Regions from separate parts of the Gossypium arboreum genome. Here region 1 is linked to region 2. The links are chromatin contacts, called in public Hi-C maps. All regions are on one chromosome and are shown on one strand. Each heading gives the region's core, a stretch centred on a gene start, on an enhancer-like site or on the middle of the called end of the contact. The rest is flanking DNA. Distances are from core to core; before and after follow the strand shown. Region 1 holds the start of LOC108483437 (transcription initiation factor IIF subunit beta-like). Region 2 holds the start of LOC108482141 (cytokinin dehydrogenase 5-like).

The links. Hi-C and Micro-C count contacts between places; a contact is called where the count stands out from the background.
Region 1: a contact with region 2 is called in a Hi-C map of leaf, with 4 times the contacts expected there. The contact joins the promoter of LOC108483437 here to the promoter of LOC108482141 in region 2. A contact is called at or near these places in 2 of 5 Hi-C or Micro-C datasets (both in leaf).

The regions. Positions count from the first base shown.
Region 1 is chr1:99,309,504-99,313,943 of ASM2569848v2, forward strand. It overlaps LOC108483437 (transcription initiation factor IIF subunit beta-like), which reads right to left and starts at 2,118. Exons shown (of 6, transcript XM_017786831.2): 1 at 1,603-2,118; 2 at 1,230-1,338. The coding sequence starts at 1,797.
Region 2 is chr1:99,064,882-99,069,066 of ASM2569848v2, forward strand. It overlaps LOC108482141 (cytokinin dehydrogenase 5-like), which reads right to left and starts at 1,505. Exons shown (of 5, transcript XM_017785250.2): 1 at 641-1,505; 2 at 434-561; 3 at 87-362. The coding sequence starts at 1,223.

The DNA of each region.
Region 1 (4,440 bases), core at 868-3,367, 250 kb after region 2:
TTTAAAAAAATAACTAAGCTAAGCTTTTTACATCTGCAAATTCCAAAAACCCAAGCATGTCCATAGTAATAAAAAAACTACACATTTGTAACAATAGGACTAGCAATTGAGTCTCTATCATCTCCAATATCCATTTTACTAGGTAAAACATCAACTTTAGACCCATTAAACTTGTCTAGATTGAAGGTTTTCTGGATCAGGTTTAATGAAAAGGATGGGTTGTAGGATATGAATTTAGAAGCTATTAATGAATAAGACCGGGGACTGAAGTTGGCTGTGACCGCCATGGCTTTTGTTGAGATGGTGTAGGAGGGTTTGATGCAGAGGATACGGAAGAGAGATAAGAAAAGGCTTTCTTGTTCACATATAATCAAGCTCCTTGCATATTTCTTCTCACCACTCTGCCCCCTACTTTTTTGCCATTGTTGAGAATCATTGACTCTGATACCAAATTGTTACTTCGGTGAATTTCAAATTAATAGTTCAGCTCATCAAAGAGAGACTGAAACCTTAAGACTCATAGGAGAGACCCATATCTCTTTAGGGGTTTTGATAAAAATTTTGCTTGCTTTTGTTTTATTGATCGTCCCTTGAAATGGAGATTACAATAATTTAAAAAAGCATATCAAGCTAAATAAAGTCCTACCAAACACAAATTTTATTTTAAGAGTCTTAAAACAACTTCTTTTATTCCAAGAGCCCTACCTAAAAATTTCTCCTAAGAGTCCTACATAACAGCTACTAAGCATCCATAAAAAATAGACTAATTGGCACCATCCATTTAGAAAGAGTTGCAGTCCTTGAACAGGCTCCACCTTAAACCAATCAAATGCTCTTCACAACACACATTCAATATGCTCACTAAAGAACTCCAAAAAAATACTAAATATGCATTTAAAGGTATACATAGTCTCCCCTCATAATCTTTTTACGAATAAAAAGAACACTCACAATTAACTTGTGGACAGCATACCAATTCCTAATATGCACATTATTCTGATTAAACCCTCAATGCTATACAGCAACAAGTGCACCATGTATCTAAGAAAATATTCACTAAATCATGAAAGTAAGAAACACTCCCAGTGTAGTTTTTATAAGAAAACCACATTTTGAGGTAAATTGTTACTTCAAGTTACCGTACAAAGTGACAACAAAAAGGGATTGAATTAGATAACACACAAATGAATACTTGAGAAGCAAAAGAAAAAAGGAACCATAATTCTTACCCTGAGTTGTTTCAGAGAAAACGGACATAGGAACAAAGTCTTTAAACATATTCAAGGCGTAACTCTTTGGCATATTTCCAATCTCAGATCCAGCCATCTCCATAGTAAACTGATCATCAACTGATAAACTCGTGAGAAATAAGAAAACAACAGAACTAATAATACAACTTAAAACGTATAACAAGAATGTCATTCAAATCTTTTACTTGGTAGATTATAGAATCAATAACCAAGAAACCTCTTTTACCACAATTAAAGATCCAATTCACCATTAATAAAAAAGGGGTATTATCTAAAACTTGTAATTAAGAGTTCCAAGTTGCGAATTCAGGGTTAAAAAACTATCATCTTCAAGTGTTTAGGGTTAGAGTACCTGCATAGAAGAAGGGTCATCGGGTTTGCGAGGGTCGAGAGAGAGGACAACCTTGGCGACAGGCTGTGAATCGGAAGAAGAAGAGGTCTGACTCTTCCATGGTTTGGCCACAACGACCGGACACTTCATTAACCAAACCGATCTATCAGCTTTTCCAGTCTCCAAAAAGCCGCTATTACTGTGATCTTCGTCCATCTTCAAGCTCTTCCTCTGCGAACTGATCAAAATTCCTCTTATTTCACGTTTACCTGCAAGGCAGTTTTGGCAGAGCCTGGAAATTTCCTTGGTCAGTTTCTTCTACTTTTCGCTGCCAGAAGACTGACAGCAATTGTTTTTGTTCATTCACAGTATTAAATTTACGAGTTGAGGAATGAATTGGACCCTGACGAACCGCACGGAACGAATTTAGGGAACCGGATTTGTCGTAAAGCTAGTAATGGGCCTAATGGTATCAAAAATAGAGAGAAAATTTAGCTGAGGTTGAAGCCTGTCCGGATCTCATGGGCAGGACAGCTCAGATTGAATCGAGTCCACTATTTTTCAATTTTTTTATTCAACATCAGATTTAAGTAATAAAATTTTAAATAAAATCTGAGAATTGGGATGAGGAAAAACTCCTTTTTAAGTTTAACTAATCCTCCCAAACTTAGAAATTTAATAAGAAACATCCGAATTAAATTAAATTTAATTGTTTTATTTTTGAAATAAATAAAAAAATGTTTTATTTTTATTTTAGAATAAATAAGATTAATTTTTAAGTTTAAACTTAAAACTTAATTGAGATGTTTAATTTATATGGTCCTAGATAAAAATTAATAAACACATTACATTTTCTAATCATCAAAAATAGAAATTTTTATCAAATAAATTTAGATTTAAAAAGTATAAAAATGTACTAGAGTTACGACTTATAATTTGTCTATAGAAAAAATGGGAACTAATGAAATTTCTCATCCACATGGTTTTGAAATCGTCATAGAACTTAAAGCTAAGAATATTCTACTTAAGTTTAACAATAATAAATTATAATTTTATATGTACGGAGATATATATTATATTTATATATTAAGGATATTTTTATAAATATTTCAAGGATGGGTGAGGCATTAGATCATATTACAACCTATCATATTCGAATTTTTCTCAATTCATCCCGACATGAAAATATTTTAATTTTATAAACTAATTAAAAATTAACATGTGTTTTACTTATATCGTATTTGTTTTAGAAAAAGTATTGTATGATTATCATCTTTATCCTTTTAAATTTTTAAGAAGAAAATGTTGAAAATTAAAAAAAGATTAAATTTATCATTCTTTTATTTTGAAAGAGATAAAAATAATTTGAAATCACAGTTTGCTATAATCTATTCTCTTTATTTTAGTTTTTGAAAATTTTTTTGGGCAAAAGTTTTCAAGATTATTAAATACATCGTATTAAAAAATTAGCATAAATGCTACTTTAAAAAAAAAATTAGTGAATTGAATTCAACTATCAAAAAAGAAAATGAGCCTTGAGCGTTTGGGATCCCCCCTGTCTTTGAATCTGGAAAGAGCAACAAAGAAGTTAAGATTCGAGATCACAGAGAAAATGATGACGATAAAATGGTGCTTAATGAATCTTTGCCAATTCGAATGATGGTGGTGCATCAGGTGATGGAAGCGTTTTGCAATTTCTCTGGCAACGGAGTGAGCAATGAGAAAACTACTATGTATTTCACGAAGAATGTTTCTAATCAAATGAAGGATCTGATAAGTGGAGGATTGGACTATAATTCTGCTGAAGATCTTGGGAAGTATTTGGGCGTCCCCATTTTTCATTGACGAGTCACGAAGGCTACTTTTCAGTATTTTATCAACAATATGAAACAAAAGTTAGTCGGCTGGAAGACGAGTGCTTTGTCTTTGGCTGGACGAATTACACTTGCTAAAGCGGTAGTGTCAGTCATACCTATTTATGTGATGAAATCAATCGTTGTTCCAAAAGGTCTTTGCTTGGAAATGGAGAAAATAATCCTCAACTTTGTGTGGGGGAGCACGGATGAAAAACGGAAGATTAGTCTAATTAAATGGGAAGAAGTGTGCAAACCAATTAAAAGTGGTGGACTGGGATTTAAAATTTTGAGCAAGCAAAATGATGCTTTCTTGATGAAGATAGGTTTCAACCTTATTCAACAATCGAATCAGCGTTGGATCCAAGTTCTTCGTACCAAGTATAAATGTGTTGAAAAGGTACCACAAACTTTGCACACAAATTATGTATCGCGGTTATGGAAAGGAATGAGTAAAGTCTGGGAAACTGTCAGGGATGGTGTAATTTGGAATGTTGGAAATGGTAAGGTTGTTGATTTTTGGAGAGATGAATAAATAAAAAATCATGGGAAATTGAATATGGTATGTTTGAATCCGGATTTGCTACCCAATGAAACTGTGATAGTTTATAGTATGGTTAACAATAAAGGAAAATGGGATATGGATGTCTTAAAAAGCATGTTGCCATCATCCTCTGTTGCATATATTACTGCAGTTAAACAACCTATGGCGAATGATGAGTTCGAGGATAAACCTGGTTGGAAATGAAACAAAGGAACTGTCTTCACTTCTAAGTCATCATATGAATTGTTGAGCGAGGAATTTGATCAAGAAATTTATAAGAGGTGGCAGGTGATTTGGAAGATTAGGGGGCCACAGCGAGTGAGAGTATTTCTTTGGCTTGTAGTTCATGAAAATTGCTAACGAATGCGGAACGATAGAGACGACATATTACAATAGACCCTTCGTTTAATCAATGTGGAGCCAGATTGGAGAACATAGATCATGTTTTGCGAAAATGTTTGC
Region 2 (4,185 bases), core at 255-2,754:
CTAATGCACTAATCAGCATCATTGACGGCAGATTGAGAGGATTAGGCTACATAGTACTCAAAGCAATAAATGGATATATAATATACCTGGTCAATGGTTTGAGCAGTAGATTCATGGTAGTTCTTTGCGATTTCCAAGCAATACAAGACACCACCAGTGGGAAAAAGAGTGGAGATTTTAACAGGGTTTTGAGGGGAAAACAAAGATGATCTCCAATTGTTGATGAGCCCTTCAGCTACAATCACGAAACCTTCAACGTAGTCGAATTTTTGGTTACTTGACTCTGCATGTAGCGATATAAGATGCTCTTGGTCGCTGGTAAAAGCTGAGAAATTGGAATACAGTACTCTTATCCATCTCACCTACACCACGTTAGACAGACGCAAGTTAAAGGCTGCTCTGGTGGATGAAAAACAGAATGAATGGTAGGTACCATATTTGGAGCCGGCTCAAGGGAAATTCTAGCTCTGGTGATAATGCCAAATTGTCCTAAACCGCCAAGGACAGCATGAAACAGCTCTGTGTTTTCATCTTCTGAGCATGTCAACACCTCACCTTTTCCTGTTCACCAAATCCCATTCATTCTAATGCAACAACAATAATAATATAATGATGCTTGAAAAAGATGGAAGAACTTGACCTGTAACGACGTCAAGCTCGTAAACATTGCTAATTTGTGGACCATGATTGAAAGCTTGGCCACTGATTCCAGCATTTGACAGAGTCCCACCAACAGAGAGGTACAAGTAATCCGTCCATGATTTGGGTGCCAGTCCATACTCTAAGGTACTCTTCAACACATCTATCCAAAGCTCCCCACCCCAAACGTCCACGTATCTCTCTTCAGCCCAAACATGAGGTCGAGGTGGCTTATTCCCCCCTTTCCACCCACTCATCTGAATCACTACACCGTTTGTGGTCTGAGCCTGTCCGTTTATGGAATGCCCATGTCCTCTAGCTGACACCGTCATCCCCTGGTTTGACCCGTAGGCTGCTTTAACGACTCGAGCTATGTCCTGAGCCGAAACTGGATGCAATACAGCCAGCGGTTGACCTCGGGTGAGCAAACCAAAATCGAGAGAAGCCGTTTCGACGTCGCTGGGGTCGACGCTGAGTTGACCATCAATACCCAGGCGAAGAATCTCCATGAAGTCGATGGCCAATCCAACAGTAACCATAATTAAACTAGAAATAAGGAAGGTTAAAAGAAGCATAGTTGCCATATTAAAAGAAGAAAAGAAACAATGCTTGGTTTTCGGTGCTGCAAGAAATGGTTTCTTTGGAACAATGAAATGAATAAATATATAATAAAGAAGAAGAGTGCAGAAAACAAGGTGTTAAAAGATAAGGGGGAAAGTGAGGAGGAAAAGGAACAAAACCTTTGATGGCAGCGTTTACGTAAGCCCAGCTAACACTTAAAGATTTACTACGTAAACATCTAACATGCACAGACCGACAGATTCCTCTCATTTCTTTTTTAGAAACAAAAATGGTGGGTTCTCTCTCAAGCCAAACAAGGAAAAAGGCTTGATATGTATATATAAAGCTTCTCAATCAAGAGAAAATTTTTTATCAAATTATAATTCTATATCATCTTTTATCCCTTTCTAATAAAAAAATAATAAATTAAATTTTTTCAAGATAAAAAAACTGAACATCAAGAGAAAATTTTTATTTATTATTCTTTTATTTAAATAAGAAATAAAAATAATGTGATACATGAAATTACAATTTTTTACAATTTTTTTTCTCAATTAAATTCATATTATTATAGAATATAAAAGGGAGGCGTGAGAGTGGGACGGAAAGGGAACACACGTGGACAATCACGTGCGAGGGGGTGGGAAGACACGTGTGGAAGAGAGAGGAAGGGCTGGGGTTTTAGATGGGGAGGATCACTACGTGGGGACCCAACTGCGGAAGGTTTCACGTGAGTGCTGCCGCTATGCTCGACCCAACACCCACTGCCTCCCCATCCATCCTCACCATTTTATACAAATATGGCAAATACCAGTAAAGATTCTCTTTTTTTTTTTTTTTTCAGAGTTGCTTTTGAAAGTGCGAGCGATGACGAACCGAAGATCCTCTTAATTAATAAACTCAGATTTTGCAAAATCCATATTGATAATTTTACTACTGCAGTCATGAGATCATCAAACTTTGCAGAACCACGCCTTTCTTTCCTTTGGCACTATCGCTGTTTGTGAGTTTAGCATCGTATAATTGTGGTTTTGTACACAAGATTTTTGTAAATACTTGTTTGTTTTTTTTTTGTTACTAACACACTGTTTCTATGTTGGGAAACGTCACGTTTTTGCTTTCATGTTATTGATGCCGATGTGGCATATCATATTTTTATTATGAGAAAGTTTTTACACAATCATAACATCATTCCATCTTCTCGACACCAATGCATAAATAGATATTGGAAGCAAATATAATTTTCATCCTTACTACTGAGGCACCTTTTGAGCGCAATGAAATTGATATGCACACGCGCTTTGTTTTTTTTTTTTTTTTTTTTTAAGAACTAGATGAAAATAACCTATTGAGGTTCTGCTACCAAAATTGGAACATAAAAGAAGAAGAAGCATCAAGGAAGAAAAAGGAAAGAATGGAATCCAAGTATAAGTAATGATGTGAAGGAAGAAGTGATGGATCTCGGAGTTAGCTCATACACCGGAAGTGATGAAAAGCCTGTGTATTATCTATACTCGGGGAACCATTTGATGGGCAATCATCTTGCTTCCAAGTAGAGTTAGAAGGGATTCAAGAGGTAGTCTAAGCACCAAATCAATTGCAAGAACAGCTAAAGCCCTAAGGTGATGAGATAGAGGAGATAGATATTTCAGGGGATGGAAGAGCAACTAGACCTTTGTTCAGAAGTAAGAACCTTATCGAAGAATGAAGGAATTTAATAATTCGACTTTTTGTTGAAGTTGGCCTGCATGCAGCACATGAAGCAACCAATGAGCAGACAATGCCACATAAGTTATGCGGATGAAGTACATACAGTCCAAGTTATGTGGATGAAGTATGAAGATCAAGCTGCTGTAGTATTTCCAGATAAAGTACATGCAGGTACTGAAGTTGATGTTACTGTTCAATTTCGGTTTCATTTTGTTACTTTAAGTAATATTTTGTAACTTAGTTTAATTAGAACTAAGTAGGTAATGTATTTAATGCATTTGGTGCTGATAAGATTGATAGATCAGCTTACCTAATTGTACAAGTTGTGATTTGCAAGTTGCAATGTGCAAGCGGTGTAAGTTACAATGAAGTCTAAAAATAGTAAATATGTTAAAGCTGACTAGCTTATGACTGGTATATGTATTGGCATTATGCCATCTTTTTAATTAATGAATTTCAATAGAAATCATTCAAGAAAAATACTCTCTCTCAATTTTTTGCTTTCATAGTTCAAGCCAAATTCTGTTCGTTTGCTCAAAAACCTCCAGACTTGAATATCAAAGTTTTTGTCATTCTTTATCCGGATTAATTACGTTATTGCTCAAGTTTTGATTGAGCTTCATACTTCCTCCAGATAAATTGTTCCAAAATCCCAACAATTGGTATCTAGAGCCAAATTCTAAGTGGACCTATCATATTTCAATCCTTAAAACCATGCCTTCCTCAGGATTCTCACCAGCGCCACCACCAGTCTTCAATGGAGAGGGCTACCACATTTGGGTAGTGAAAATGAAGACCTACTTGCAGGCATTCGATTTGTGGGAGGTTGTCAACTCAGATGTTAAACCAACACCTCTTAGAGCCATTCCAACAGTGGCTCAAATCAGACAACATTTAGATGAAAGAACCAAAAGGCACAAAGCCATGTCTTGCATCCAAAACAGTGTGTTTGATGTTATTTTCACAAGAATCATGGCTTATGAGTCACCAAAGCAGTCCTGAGATAAACTAAAGGAGGAGTTCCAAAGGACTGAAGAACAAGTTAGCAACAGTTACTGAACTTAAGAAGGGACTTTGAAAACTTGAAGATGAAAGAGGAAGAAACAGTGAAGCAATACTCAGACAGAATCATAGCTGTAGTAAACAGCATAAGGCTACTTGGAGAACAATTTAGTGAAGCAAGAATTGTAGAGAAGGTGATCTCAAGCTTGCCTGAAAGGTATGAGGCAAAAATCTCATCTTTTGAAGACTCGAGGAATCTGACCCGCATTTCAT